Regions from separate parts of the Zea mays genome. Here regions 2 and 3 are each linked to region 1. The links are chromatin contacts, called in public Hi-C maps. All regions are on one chromosome and are shown on one strand. The core of a region is the stretch at or near the end of the contact, and the rest is flanking DNA. Distances in the headings are between cores, read along the strand shown.

The links. A called contact is a pair of places that touch in the nucleus more often than the background predicts.
Region 2: a Hi-C map of leaf shows a contact between it and region 1, with 7 times the contacts expected there. The contact joins the promoter of LOC103647598 here to the promoter of LOC100192578 in region 1. A contact is called at or near these places in 2 of 25 Hi-C or Micro-C datasets (bundle sheath and leaf).
Region 3: a Hi-C map of endosperm shows a contact between it and region 1, with 3 times the contacts expected there. The contact joins the promoter of LOC100286313 here to the promoter of LOC100192578 in region 1. A contact is called at or near these places in 2 of 25 Hi-C or Micro-C datasets (endosperm and leaf).

What each region holds. Positions count from the first base shown.
Region 1 is chr2:200,448,208-200,453,341 of Zm-B73-REFERENCE-NAM-5.0, reverse strand. It overlaps LOC100192578 (Transcription factor TCP9), which reads left to right and starts at 2,672. Exons shown (of 1, transcript NM_001137793.2): 1 at 2,672-4,058. The coding sequence starts at 2,709. The coding sequence ends at 3,740. It overlaps LOC103647599 (hydroxymethylglutaryl-CoA synthase), which reads right to left and starts at 1,385. Exons shown (of 12, transcript NM_001352176.1): 1 at 958-1,385; 2 at 333-439; 3 at 1-94. The coding sequence starts at 1,023.
Region 2 is chr2:200,265,740-200,270,873 of Zm-B73-REFERENCE-NAM-5.0, reverse strand. It overlaps LOC103647598 (alpha-L-fucosidase 1), which reads left to right and starts at 2,069. Exons shown (of 3, transcript XM_008672108.3): 1 at 2,069-2,795; 2 at 2,912-3,151; 3 at 3,217-4,063. The coding sequence starts at 2,113. The coding sequence ends at 3,892.
Region 3 is chr2:200,581,107-200,586,240 of Zm-B73-REFERENCE-NAM-5.0, reverse strand. LOC100286313 reads left to right here and starts at 2,907. Exons shown (of 1, transcript NM_001159200.1): 1 at 2,907-3,886. The coding sequence starts at 2,987. The coding sequence ends at 3,679.

The DNA of each region.
Region 1 (5,134 bases), core at 1,423-3,922:
TTTGTCTATAACTGTTTCACTTCCAACCTCCAAGCGACCGATTAACTTGGGATCAATCTTGTATTTTTTCAGCAGAGAATTGACAACCGTCAAACTGCAAGCAATTAGCTCTTCCATGAGGATCCAAATCAAAATGTAAACCTATATCCAAAATATCAACTGCATACACCCTTAGAATACCAACTATATACATCTCCCACACAACACAATATATGCATTGGGAAGTTTTTTTTCCATTTGCTGAACTAGGTGGGAAAAAGCGATCTATGTGAATATAAACATGAAACAGACTAACAGTCTTGTTTATCTTAGGCTATCAAAAGAGAATATACCTCATTGAGATGACATCCTCCACCTCGCTGCAAAAGGCCATGCAATCTTGCCCAAGCCCAATGGTGTACTTCCCTTTGCTCGCCCCATCATGGGCCTCAAGTGCCTCCTACATTAAAGCCATCAGCTATGAGGTTTTTATTTATTAAAAACAATGAGCCTAATTTTCGCTCACTAAAACAAACACCAGCTAAACCGGAACTTCTCATGTTTTACTTGAAATGCTCACTTTCCCGTATTTACACGGATCTTTGGAGGTCAAACTCTCCAAATTTACTGGAGTTTCAAATATTTGAATTATAATCTTAAATACCGCATATCTAACTATCGATTTGATCTTCAGCGGCATTACTGCACGGCAATCACGAATAATCAAAGGTTTACCCAACAAGTGGCGACAATTCCACCCATGAGACCCATCTAGCCAAATACTTCCGTCAATTTCTAGAGAAACACAATCCTTAGACGCAGGAAAGTCCCATCTTCACCCCGCACTGCAATGCGCCGATGCGGAAGGTCCCGGAGACGCGGATCGGAAGCATCAGAGTCGCCCCGCAGCGGAGTCGGTCGTAACAGCAGAACCGAAATAGTAACGCGCACAGTTAGAAGTTGGGAAAATAATTTTACCTGCTGCACGCAGGAGGGCGGGAAGTAGATGTCCATGGCGAGGATCCCGACATCTTTGCGGTCCATCTCCTCGACTCAGCTGAGCCTCCTAGATCCGTTTCCTCTCTGGCCGCCGGCCGGCGCCCGTACGCTCCACTCACACGGAGCGCGTCAAGGGCTCAAGGCGTGGGCTCTGCTGTGGCCGGGAGCTACGTCTGCGTCGGACTCTGGTAGCCTGGCGCACCGGGAGCACCACGGATGGGGTCGACGATGAGGATCTATATGTTCGTGGAAATTTTCAACCGCATCAGGATCGTCAGCTCGGCTTGGGCTTGGCGCGGCCGCGGCGGCTGGCACATCTGCTGGATCGATCGATGGCTGCGAGATTCCGGCACGGCACGTGAGAGGTTCACAGGCACGGGCACGAGACACGACAAACGCCTATTCTTGGTGGGTGCCTGTCTTTGCGGAATTAACTACTGGAGTATTACAGTGTCGTGCGCTGCCGTAATACACGATCATATTTAATACTCATAAAAAATAAATATAATGTCTCTACTAATTAGTAACAATCATATTTAATACTCATAAAAAATAAATATAATATCTCTACTAATTAATAAGATAGTAAAAATAGCCTGTCATTTACTGTTCTGTAATTCTCATTTCTTGTTCTGTCTTTTTTATTCCCCATACCACACAGTCCACACATATTCCTCCGCACAGCCTGCACCCATCCCCATTCTCACATTCTCCCCCACGCCCCTCAAGCTAATGCAATCAGTAGCTACTGCTACACCACATGTATATTTCTGTCTACATTTACGAAAGTAAAATATTTACTATATCTCTCCAAGCCTACCCTTGCACAATGCCTGAACCACTCTAACTCTTGTGTTCTCGTGTTTTTCTAGCTAATCAGGCGATCCCTAATCCCCCTTCTCATCTTAGGATTAGGGGGCTGCACTCTGCCACCCGTCCGGAGGATTTTCTCTCCGACAAACTCTCTAAAACTTAAATTTAAGAAGTGAACAGAAAAATGTTTCTCCAATAGTTCTTCAAATAGACTTGCTAAATTCAGTAACTTGCTATGTAACCTTATTTGCTCTCCATATTTAGCAACTTGATAGACACTCTCTAAACAGAGTTGGCATCGATTTCTTCACTCTGCATGCTCATATTTCCGTTTCTTGCGCAGCGTGGTAGCCAGATCCAACGTGCTCTTTTTTCCCCTTTCCATGCAGCAAGAAAGTCAGGTCCGACACGGATGGTATAAGCTTCTCCTCTACCGCTAGACCACCGCTCCCCCACAGATCGCTCTGACTAGCCTTCTCCGTTATCCTCTACCCTCGATCCCGCCTTAACTAGCGCAGATAACCCCCAAAAAATAAAACGGGCCCACCAAAACTAGATTCGAAATTAAACAATTCCCTAAATATTAAGAATTGTTGGAGACCAAACTATTTTTTGCGTCGTATTTAGCAACTTGCTAAACAAGAGTTTAAATAGCTTTATTTTAGAGAACTACTAACGTAGGAGATATTTTTGTTCATAAAAATAATAGAAAAAGAAGTTCACTCCCCTGCCGCTGCCGTGGGCCGAATCGTCCCATTCCAACTACCCGCAAGTTCGGGCCCGTTTGGCGGTGGCCCCGTAACCCTATCTGCGGGATCCATCATCCAGAGAGGCTAATAAAACGCCAGAACGATTCTTCTCCCAAAAGACGGCGCCGCCACGAAATCGAAAGTCAAAACAGAGACAGACCCCACTGGATGAAGGGGACCCCAAACGAAGGCCAGTCCGATCTCTCAATGGAGTCCCAGGCGCCGGGCAGGGGCGAGGAGGGCACGAAAGCCCTATACCTCGCACCCGAGGTGATCGGCAACGGTACTGCGGCGGGGGCCGTGGCGGTAGACGCGATGGTGTCGGTCGAGGCGGGCGGGTCCGGCCTGCCGAAGCCGGAGCCCGTCCCGGTGGAGTTCCTGGGCAGCGGCGGACTCCAGTTATCCAAACCGCGTCCCGCACCGCGTTACCGCGACCGGCACACCAAGGTGGAGGGCCGCGGGCGGCGCATACGCATGGCGGCGGCGTGCGCGGCGAGGGTGGCCCGCCTCACACGGGACCTAGGGCACAAGTCCGACGGCGAGACCATCCGCTGGCTGCTGCAGCAGACGGAGCCATCCATCATCGCTGCCACGGGCACGGGCACGGTCCCCGCGATCGCCATCACGGGCACCGACGGCGTCCTCCGCCTACCCGCCGAGCCGGCATCCGAGGACGCCAGCGGCGAGCAGCAGGAACCGGCCCCCAAGCGCCGGCGCAAGCTCCAGCCGACGCGCGCCGCGGTGGGACCCGCGGTACCTGCCCCCGCGGCGTACTACCCGGTCGTCGCTGACCCCCGCCTCCAAGCCAACGGCGGCGGCGCGATTTCGGTGTCCAGCGGCCTTGCCCCCGCCTCTGCCCCCGCGGCGCCCGCCGGCGCCATTCCGTTCATCGCCATCGCGGCGCCGAGGCCCAGCGCAGCGGGCGATGGCAAACAGATGATTCCGCCTGCGGCTATGTGGATGGTTCCGCAGCAGGCCGGCGCGGGCAACCAGCCAACTCACTATTGGGCTTTCACAACCAATTCTGAATTCCTCAGTTACCAGCAGCAATCTGTTTTCCAGCAGCAAGTTGTCTACGATGGGGAGCAGCTTGTTGGCGACGGAGAATCGCAAGGCCAGCAGACCGGTGGTTACCAGCACGGGGACGGGGAGGGGGTGGACGAAGAGATTGCCGTGACTGATTCCAGTTCGGAAGAGTAGCGGCGCAGCATTCTGAAGCTCAGTCAACTGCCTAATTCCAATCCAAACTTCCAAAGAGTAGGTCAGAATTACCAGTCTAACTTTCTTCTCATTTGTCCTTTCCTTTGTAGTAGCAGCAGCAGTGAAAAGTAGTTAATAGGGTGATGCTATTTGCGAACTGGCTACTCGCTAGTTTGCGTGATCGCATTGGAAATTTGGAACTGTATTTGGGAGAGCGGTGTTTACCCTTATCTTACCCTGGCCCTATGGGATGCACAACTTTTGGGGGCGTTTGGCGCCTATGTGGCTATGCCTATACGAAGATCTCATTATTTAGACATGAACGCCTCTGTCGTGAGCAAATATAACCAAACTGTTTTTCGTTTTTTGGGTGAAAAACCGCTCCTACCAATAATAGTTTACTGCCGGTAAATCGGTGAAAACCAGCAAAACTGACCGGTTTGCCCATGTCAAATTTGAACAAATTCAAAACTGTTTTACAGCGAAAAACCGGCGATAAACCGTCCAATACTTGGTGACTATATTAACTGTTTTTTGTTTTTATAGAAAAAATAGGAAATTTTGACAGGGTACGTTTGTAATTTGCCCAATTCACATTACATAGCAAATACTAATTGACTCATACACCACATATGCAATCACAAACTTCAATTCTAATGTAACAAACAACCATTAGATTGCGCAATACCCAAATACAAGTTCTTTTTAGAGTTGACCCACAAGTCCACAACACATATGTCGACTTGTTTCACAATACTCACATATTTAGCTCGAGTCATAATATTTAGGCATGTTGGAAGGATCCTGGTATGGGTCCATTCCGTATACGTGGTCCTATACAATGATATGAAATTCATTAGCAAGAAAACAAGAACGATAAATAAATACTTATTGACGAATCAAAAATTAGTTACATATGCAGGCATCTCGACAACAACATAGAATGATTAAAACGGGTACCATCCCCTATGTGCGAGATGACCCTCTTCTTCGATTTGCTGACCTTTTATTTGTGAGATGCTCCTTCAAGCGCATACCACCCTTTCGCTCTTAGTTTCTCTATAATAATTGCACTTGAAACCTATTTCCATGCTCCTGGACAATGTCCGACATGCCTCCTATAAATAAGAAGACATAATATCATGTAACAATAGAATAAAAACATATAACTTGTAGCAAATGGCATATTAACATAAAACATCGAAACATATTTACTAACAAAAACATAAACCATCTAACAATAACTAAATATTAACATGACACAAGCAAATGAGTTAGATATTATTATATAACTATGTATTAACATGAACAAATGGGCCTACAGGCTACATATGTATTAACAATACTAACATATATATAACTAAATACTAACATATATAACTATATATTAACAA
Region 2 (5,134 bases), core at 820-3,319, 180 kb after region 1:
TCATCATCATAAAATCCTCAATGGAATGCATAAATAGTCTAGTGGTAGGAATAAAACACAATCGTGGAAGGCATAAACACGGATCAGAGAAAGTCATCGCCGGAGGATGCCCCGAGGCCACCGGATCGGAGGAGGTCGTCGCCGGAAGGTGCCTAAGCTGCGCCAGGTCAGAGGATGTCACACGACCCGTGGTGTAGACGGCGAACTCCTTCGTGGACCACCACGCTGCCGCGGCGACGTTTGGCTCATCGGAGCTCGAGGAGTTCTTGGAGGTGACAAACACTACACATAACACATGGAGATTGTGACATGCCTACCCTCGCGTGCCTCGTTGTCATGTTGTGTGAGCTGCTACTGGTGCAGCATGCCTATGTGTGCCTCGTCAGCGAGGTCACCGTGCAGATGGTGTTGTCAACATTCGGCCGCTGACGCCACGTGCAACCGCCGTCACTCGCTCGCGCCTTGTGCATCCACCGCCACGAAAAAACCCTAATCCTTGGCAGTTTGAGCATATTTTTAGACGATCTGAGGTTTGGTTCTGTTTGAGATGGTACGACTGAACCAGAAGGCACCAATGGACCGGGGGCTTCACCTAGCTATTAAAGTCTAAAGCCCATAATATACATTCCCTCTATATATAGTAAAGTAATACGTCTAAAAGATAAAATATCGTATACTCATGAACGAGGGAGTAATACCTTTCCGTAGGTAACCAGATTATTCGGCATGTATGGGCAGATAAGTCTATACAACCCTACATCAAAACTTTTGCATTGAGATTATTTAGCCCGGTCTCGATGAAAGTTTCATAAGAGTTTCGTTTACATTAATAAATTATCATATAAGCATTTTTTATGATCTGACACTCTTTTTAAAAAGAGAGAAAGCAAATTTCATCGGGATAAAACTATTTTGACACAATTATCAAATCTATATGAGTCATAACATTAAATGTTTATGTCACATTGAATGTTTATGGTCTTAGGGGTGTTTGGTTCTCCATAATAAAATTTAGTCTATGCCACGTCGAATGTTTGAATGTTAATTATGAGTATGAAATATAGTCTAATTATAAAATTAATTACATAGATGAAGACTAACGATAAGATGCATTTATTAAGCCTAATTATTAATCAATGATCGGTAAATGTTTATTGTAGCATCACATGAGTGAATCATGGACCACTTAAGCTTAAGAGACTCATCTTATCGATTAGTCCTTATTTGTAATTAGTTTTATAATTAGACTATATTTAATACTTATAATTAGTATTCAAATATCTGATTTGATATCGCTAAAATTTAGTCAGATGCATTCAAAGGGGCCCTTAAACTTTTGTTCACGATGAAATGCATAGCTTGACACCCCCGCCCCGTTGCTTGCCAATTTCAGATTTCATCCGTGCAAGTGAAACATTGTGTGTATGTAAACTACGGATGGCAATCGGATGGATAAAACACGGATATATGGTTCGCGAATCCACGTACCCATATACGTACGTCGGTATGAATGTACCCGTTGGATATCACTACCCGGCGGATACCCATTATCCGTCCGTCCACTAAAATTTTAACATTAAACACCAAACAACAATTTTATCATATTTCAAAAATTTATCATTCCAGTAGCATTAAATGATAGTTTTAGCATCAAACAACATGTCATAGATGAAATTTGAAAAATAGGGATTTAGTATAATGTGTTGAATTCAGATGGCCTACATGTCAAATACTCATCGGTTAACGGGTATGAATACATACGAAAAAATTATCCGTGGATACGTAATTATATACATATTCGTACTCGTGGATAGTAAATTATACTATACCTATATCTAATGGATATTTATTCGCGGTTATTTACCCATACTCATATCCATTACCGTCCCTAATTCAAACTCAGCACGACTGGTGGGGTTAACACACTTCGCAAGCCAAAAAAGTAACGACAAAGCACTGCACGCAAAAGCCAAAGCCGAAAGAAATCAGTTACCTGTACCTGAGACGCAGCCATTCGAGCAATGTCGTGCAATGGTGACAGCGTCCCATTCGAGCGAAGAGATAAACTGTTTCCTTTCCATTTTTTCCTAACATCGCGGCATTAATTTTATTATGGCGAAGCCCACCCGGCCATTTCCCATAATAGCAAAAATCTCTTCTCCCAGTGCTTGGGCCGCCCAGTGGCCAGTATATATCGTTAGTTCGCTACACATGGCCGTCCCGGGCAAAGAAGCACCGACAACAGTCGACACGATGGCCAGCCCGTTGCTGTCCCTGGCCACCGCGGCGCTGGCCGTAGCCGTCCTCATCTCCACGACAGAGGCTTGGCGCGCGACGCCAACGCCGCTGCCAGTGCTGCCGATCCCGTCGGCGGCGCAGCTGAAATGGCAGCGCCGCGAGGTGATCATGTTCTTCCACTTCGGCATGAACACCTTCACGGACTCCGAGTGGGGCACGGGGTGGGAGGACCCGTCCCTGTTCTACCCCGCGAGGCTCGACGCCACCCAGTGGATGGACGCTGCGCGGGCGGCGGGGGCCTCGCTCGCCATCCTCGTCGCCAAGCACCACGACGGGTTCTGCGTCTGGCCGTCCGAGTACACGGCCCACTCCGTGCGCGCCAGCCCCTGGCGCGGGGGCCGCGGCGACGTGGTGAGGGAATTCGTGGACGCCGCCCGCGCGCGCGGCGTTGACACCGGGTTGTACCTCTCGCCGTGGGACCGGCACGACGAGCGGTACGGCCAAGAGGTCGCGTACAACGAGTACTATGAGTCCCAGCTCCACGAGCTCCTCACCGGGTCAGTTCCGAGCTGCACGCCGGCCGGCTATGCGGCGAGTAACCAGAGCATCGCCTAGCAAATGTTATGTAAGCTTACTTGCATAGCGATTCTGTGCGGAAACAAACTAAAGCTAGGTACGGGAGCGTGTCGGAGATTTGGTTCGACGGCGCCAAGGGCAAGGACGCGACCAATATGACGTACCACTTCCAGGAATGGTTCCAGACGGTGAAGCAGCTGCAGCCCTCCATCAACATCTTCTCCGCCGTCGGGCCCGACGTCCGGTGGGTCGGCGACGAGACAGGCGAAGCCGGAACCACCTGTTGGTCCACCGTCAACCGCTCCATGATCACCATAGGCGAAGCCAGCGACGAGAAGTACGTGCAAACATACAATACGATATCATGAACATGCAAGAGCCATTGTTTGCGCGTGCCTGCAGGTACCTGAACGAGGGCGATCCGCGGGGGAGCGACTGGGTGCCGCCGGAGTGCGACGTGTCGATCCGGCCAGGCTGGTTCTGGCACAAGAGCGAGACGGCCAAGCCGCTGCGCCAGCTGCTTGAGATCTACTACAACTCCGTCGGCCGGAACTGCGTGCTCCTGCTCAACGTGCCGCCCAACTCCACGGGCCTTGTCGAGGACGCCGACATGGCGCGGCTGCGCGAGTTCGGGGCCGCCGTGGCCACCATCTTCGGCACGGACCTCGCCGCGGGCAGCGAGGCCAGGGCCAGCAGCGTGCGCGGCGCCGGGTTCGCGGCGCGCAACGTGCTGGACGGCCGCGAGGACACGTACTGGGCGCCGACGGCCGAGGACGGGCGAAGGGACGTTTACTGGATCGAGCTGCGGCGGCCGCCGGGCGCGCAGGCGCGGCCGTTCAACGTGGTCCGGATCCAGGAGCACGTGGCGCTGGGGCAGCGCGTGGAGCGGCACGCGGTGTACGTCGACGGCGCGCCCGTGGCCTACGGCACAACAGTGGGGCACAAGCGGCTGCACCGGCTGCCCTGCCCCGTCGCCGGCGGGACGGTGAGGGTCTGGATCACGGCGCGGCGTGGCCCGCCTCTGCTCTCGGCGGTGGGCCTCCACTACGACCCCTTCGTCGCGGCGGCCACCATGTGACGTGGCGAGCGCAAGGGACTTAGGCTGTCTCCAGCAACGAACCCTAAATGGTCCTGTACTCTAAATTTAGAGGATGAGACGTCCGCTATCGGCTCCAGCAGCAACCTGTAAATGAAACTGTAAAATAGCGGACGACTTTGACGAGCGCTAAAGCCAGAGCGTACTTGTTCATCCGCTATCCTGCTCTCACATGCAGTCCAGCCTCTTCCTCTCTCTACTTTTTCTCCTGCGCTTGTCAGATGCCGTACAGATGCCATACAAATTTGTCTGCTATCGCTTGGTTGTAGTCGGTTTTAAAAATTAATTAGTCTCTAATTAATTCTTGGATCACATGAATGATTTTTTGTTTCCGTGCGTATGATAGGAAATACATAATACATTTTTTTTGTAAATAATATGATCGATGAGTAATTTGTATATAAAATGAAAATGTATTGTAAGAAGTATTTTTATTTCGCAACATAAGTTAATTAATTTTTTATAAGTGACATGTAAAAATAATGTGTATTATAAATTCCGGTACACTATAGATATAGAGGACCGAATTTAGGGGACGTTGTTGGAGATGAAAAAGATATAGAGAATAGAATTTTTTAGAGCGTGCTGTATAGGACAGAGAATATTCCTTTAGGGGATAGAATTTAGGGGACGTTGCTGGAGATAGTCTTATGTACTCGATTTTTGGTGTAATTATGGTATGTGGGCAGTCGACGTCGTCCTGTCCTGCTCGTGCCAGCCCCAAGCAACGGAACAGCGACATGCGACACCAGCGGCGCACCTGCCAGAAAGCGGCTCTGTTTTATCGGTCCCTCTTGATGCGAACCCGGAACCGCAAAAGACTGTCTTCAACGACCTAAGGGCAATTACTAATACAACAACTAATATGTAAACAGCTGTTACGTGAAATCATACAAGCAGGTCTCTTAGTTCGTTAAATCTAGATCTAAGCTTATATCATATTTAGTATTTAAATAAATCAACCCTCATTTCGTGTAGCATTATAAAAAACCCTAACAAACTATGATTACGCATGCGGTTGGATCTAGATATAATGGATCAATGAGAGTTAATTACACGTAATGACTACTTGCATATTAGTCATGTCAACGACTAATATGAAAGCAGCCATTATATGCAAGCATGCAAATATTTCTCTTGATCCGTTAGATCTAAATCTAACCATATATCATATTTAACATTTAAACTCTTCTACCACCACCACGTCTAGCTTTTTAAAAAAGT
Region 3 (5,134 bases), core at 1,658-4,157, 130 kb before region 1:
TCATCCTAGGTTTGTACAAAGTGTCAAAGTCGAGAGAGAGAGAGAAAGAAGAGGTTGTGTCTGGTTAGGTTTATAAAGCAGGTTAATTATTGGTATCTGTATAGATCTCTAAATAAAAATTAGATTTTATAATATATCTGATGATACTAAAAATGTTGTTATATTTTATATATATGTATTTAGTATAATTAATGACTTATCAAGTCTTTGAGAGAGAGAGAAACGATAATGATTTTTCCCCCGTAGACGGATGGAGAGCACGTCGCTTTCCTGAGAACGTGCAGTGGGGATTTTTTTTTGTGTGTGTGTGCAGATGTACAGCGCACAGACTTGAGAGCGGTCGATATTTAAAAAAAAGGACTGGTTTGTTCGAATAGCAATAAACGATGGATCACTGTTGAAGGTGGAGGAAAAGGAAGGTAGAGAGCGAAACTGGTGTGATGTATGCCTGTATAGTATTGCATGCATCAGCAATCCGAGCGGCGGAAGTGCATGACAGAACCATGAAAAAGAACACTACTACTCTTAGGTAGTGTTTGGTTGAAGAGTCAAGTAAAACGGAGCCGTTCTATCTTAGTTTTGTTGTTGTTTGGTTACAAAGGAACTAGAACGGAATGACTCCAATTAGGGAATATTCTCCTCAGATCCGGAACCATTCCGCTCTAAAAAATCAACCGGACGGAGCCGCTCCGTTCCAATCCCGCTCGCACAGTCACGCTCCATTCCGTTTACTCTGCAACCAAACAAAAAACAGAGCCGCTCCGTTCCAGATTACCAAACACAGAACATAGCGGCTTCGTTCCTAGAATTAAGGATGGAACGGTTTCGTTCTACTTGGCTCCTCAACCAAACACTACCATAGACAAAAAAAGGCGCGAAAAGGAAATACGGGGGGCAGTCGTCCCCTGTGGCTCAGTGGCAGTGGGCAGCTGGTTCGCATTAGATTAGCGCGTCCGCTCTTTTATTTTTTTTAAAAAAAGAAGAAACAGCCATGGTTTGGGTGCAAAGCATGAGTATCACCCTGTGTTCCAGGACCGTCAGCATCAAGGTGAAGCTGTACCTGAACAAAAATCCAACCGCGAAAGGCTACCCATTCCTATTTTAAAGAACAAGCGGTCGAAAAGGCCATTAAAGTAAAAGGCAGAGGATGAGAGATAGGATAGCCACGAACCGTGCCAGAGCGCAAAGGTGCGTGTATACGGTCATACGGATAAGTTAAGAAATTGTGGTTGCGCACGCGACGTCTAATAGGAGTACAATAAGAAGGTTTTCTATTTTTAATTTTTTTAACTGTCATTAAAGATAATATAAGAGTTTTTTTTTAAACTAACTTCTCAGGTCGTGTCAACCCTGCTGGTGCGATCGAACCGTGCCCAATCGATCAATCGGGTGTACGACGGGAGCCATCACATTTTCTTATGGACGGCCCGACTTTTTGGGCGTCGGCTAGCTAGGTGGGGGTCCGTGGCTTGGGCGATCAGCGCGGCGGGAGAGGACTAGGAGAAGCATCTCCCACAACTTGGGCAGGGCCGATTGATTGAGCCGGACGCCCAAAAAAAAAGTTGTGTTTTGTCCGGTTGCCCGCAAGTGGGCGTGCCTACCACACTACTGTACACACGGGAGCCCGCAAGTGGCGGTAGCTTCCCTGCGATCCCACTGCTGCCCGCTTTTGTGTCGTGTGTGATATACCGGGGCTGCCTGCCGCCGACCGGTCCTGGTTTTGCGGCTCAGTTACGTCGCGTCGTCACCATCGGCTGCACGGGTCCCGATACATCTACTGGACTTCGCCCATGTTCGTTGGTGTCGTCCAAGACATAGTGTTCTTGTTGAAAAGCAGTTGGACTTTTTCAACTGAGTTAAATTTTATCAGCTGAGTTGAACTTTCTCAGCTGAGTTGAGCTTCTTCAGCTGAGTTGAGCTTAACTTCAACTATAAAACTCTTTGGCTAAAACCATTTTAACTTGCCTTCGGGGCAGTTCAACCTGTATTTTATGTCCTGAACTTTATGGTCAATACCAGTTAAACTGGCCCTAGGGGCAGTTCAACTAGTCTCTAGGTCAATTGCTCTGTCTGACTTGACTGACAGACAGACTGTATGTCAACTTGCCACCAGGCGGTTGAACCGGCCCTAGGGCGGTTCAACCGGTGTCAGGACCTGTTGACCAGTCTAACCGATGTCATCGACCATCTTGGGCATGTACAAGCTAAATATGTTGTTGTTGTTGTTGTTCAAACACTAGATACACCTAAGAAACTCATTCATACGAGCTCTTGTATTTAAGCTTAGTATCTTATTCACTCGAACTCTTTAAGGCACTGCTTATTTATATGGATTGTATGACTGGAACAGTATCTTGAAACAGAGAACCGTGCTAAAAACATTCTTTCACCAAAATTCATCTCTTATGTTTTTTTCACTTACCTTTTAAATAACTCTTAAGATACGTATCATTTATGTGGGATGCCCTTACCCACCCTCCCTGAGTCAACACAGCACGAGTTCTTGTATACCAATGCTGCAGCCAAGTAGTAGCTATAAAAAAAATGGCATTTCACAAATGACAAGGCCGCGAGGGCCGAGGGCGTTTACTGTGTCTGTATGTTGTTTGTGGTTGTGGAAAACCAGAGACAAAGACCGGCAACGGGAAGCAAAAGGCAGTATCTATCATCTCATGGTCGCAAGTTGCAATAAAGAAAGCGTGGGATGTCACTCTCCATCTCCAAGTCGAAGCCACCCTGTTGCCTGGTTGCAAGTTGCCTCAGGCAGCCAGATGCATTCCCCTTTCTGCTTTCTTTCTCCCGCTGTGTGACTGTGACTGTGAGTGCCTCCAATCCATCCCCGCGCTTTCTACTCTGCTTCAGCAGCCGCCACCTATAAATATGCGCCCGCAAATCCCATCGTTCGCATCGCAAAAACCACCCAAGGCCAAGTCGCATCGCAGCAGCCAGGCAGATCGATCAACACCTTAAAATCGAGCGAGCTAAGATGTGCCCAATCAAGAGGGAGACGACGAGCGCCGAGTCCGGCTCGCCGTGCAGTAGCTCCACCTCCACCTCGTCGTCGTCGGAACACCACCAGACCGCGTGGGCGTCGCCGCCGAAGAAGCGGCCGGCGGGGCGCACCAAGTTCCGGGAGACGCGGCACCCGGTGTTCCGCGGCGTGCGGCGCCGGGGCCGCGCCGGGCGGTGGGTCTGCGAGGTGCGCGTGCCCGGGAGGCGCGGCTGCAGGCTCTGGCTCGGCACCTTCGACACCGCCGAGGCCGCGGCCCGCGCGCACGACGCCGCGATGCTCGCCGTCGCCGCCGGCGCCGCGCGCCTCAACTTCGCGGACTCGGCGTGGCTGCTCGCCGTGCCGACGGCCTCGTACGCCAGCCTCGCCGACGTCCGCCGCGCCGTGGCGGAGGCCGTGGAGAGCTTCCTGCGCCGCCGCGAGGAGGAGGAGGGGGACGCGCTCTCGGCCGCGTCCTCGACGTCGCCCAACGACAAGGACGGCGACGAGTCCTCCTCGGCCACCACCACCGACGACGACTCGCCGTTCGAGCTGGACATGTTCGGTGGCATGAGCTGGGACCTGTACTACGCGAACTTGGCGCAGGCGATGCTCGTGGAGCCACCGCCCATTGTCCCCGCGTTATGCGACGACGGCGTGGCTTCCGAATTGCCGCTCTGGAGCTACTAGGCTAGGACTAGTGGTCGCTGTACTTTCGGTTTTTACCTTTTCTCGTTCTCGTCGTGTCCTGTGCCACAATTTGGTAACTGCACAAAGGTTACTGCTGCTTCTATTAACGAAACAGAGCAGATTGGGAAAAAAACAGAGCATGGCCGTTGACTTTGTAATGGTAGCAAAAAGTCTTGAGCTTATTATTATTATAGTGTTGACTCTCAATATGTATGGGGTTATAATAGTGGTTGACCTTGAAGCTGCCACTGTAACCGCTAACGGCATGCAAACTAAGGATGGGACCCAGGTGTAGCTCCACCAAAGACTGGCTGTTTGAGGCCGGTCGAAGGAAGGGAGCGAAGCGCCAACCGCAATCCTTGACTCCATTCTTCTGCACTTGAAAACAGCTGTACTACCATCTCAGGTCACAGCTCTGCGCATGTGTGTTCTGCCGCGGTTTCTCGTACCAGTGCTGCACGTTTCTGCACCGATATTCCAGACGATCGGAACAAACGTGCCACTTGTTTAAACTAAGTACACACTGAGGGGGTGTTTGGTTAGAGGGACTAAAGATTAGTCTCTAGTTTTTAATCTCATTTAGTCCTTTTTTTTATCAAATACTAAGTCTAAAATATGGACTAAAATGATTTAATCTTTAGTTTAGTTCTTCACATATGTGCTAAAATATATTAAATCATATTAATTCCATATTTATCCCTCGTTTAATTCAATTGTACTAATAGCAGGAGAACGTTAAAGACCATTTTAGTCTTTTTATGAGTCATGAGTATATTCTTACTGATTTTAGCCCTTAGAACCAAACATTTTAGGAACTAAACTTTAGTCTCTAGACTAAAGAAAATCAAACAGGCCATAAATAATCATGTAGCCAACAGTACCGAGGCCCCGTACATAATAACACGTAAAGAAAAAAGAAGTTGCATCTGTGTATCACATCGTCTATGACGTATGCGATTAAGCTGACTAGTAGCATAATCGAACTTGGGCCGAAAAGTGCATCTAGTTCAAAGAACCCAATAAAGAAAGAAAAACATCTTTATATATATATACAGATTACTGTACTGGCACTAGGATGCATGTATCCCCCGGTGTACCTTCCACTTGCAGCTGAGGTAAGCCCCTGCCAGATGAGATTATTAGCACCGGCAGCATAATAAAAAAAAATTAAGGTTCCGTCCCGCCCCGCCCATACACAACTTTGAACGGCTCCCATATTCTAATAGTTTTTCTTTAAGCTGATGAGCTCAGTTTTGATGCTGTCATCATTTTTATCTATAGTCGTGTTTTTTTTCTCGATTTTGTCTTCTAGTGTTATATAGCGGAAGTGTAAAAACTGAGCGCAAAAAGAAAAATATGGCTAAGGATAAAAACGAGGAAGGTGACAAAATTAGAAATACAAATTTAAATAGCCCTATCCTGATCAGGTGACCGGCCTGAAAAGGTTGCCGAGCA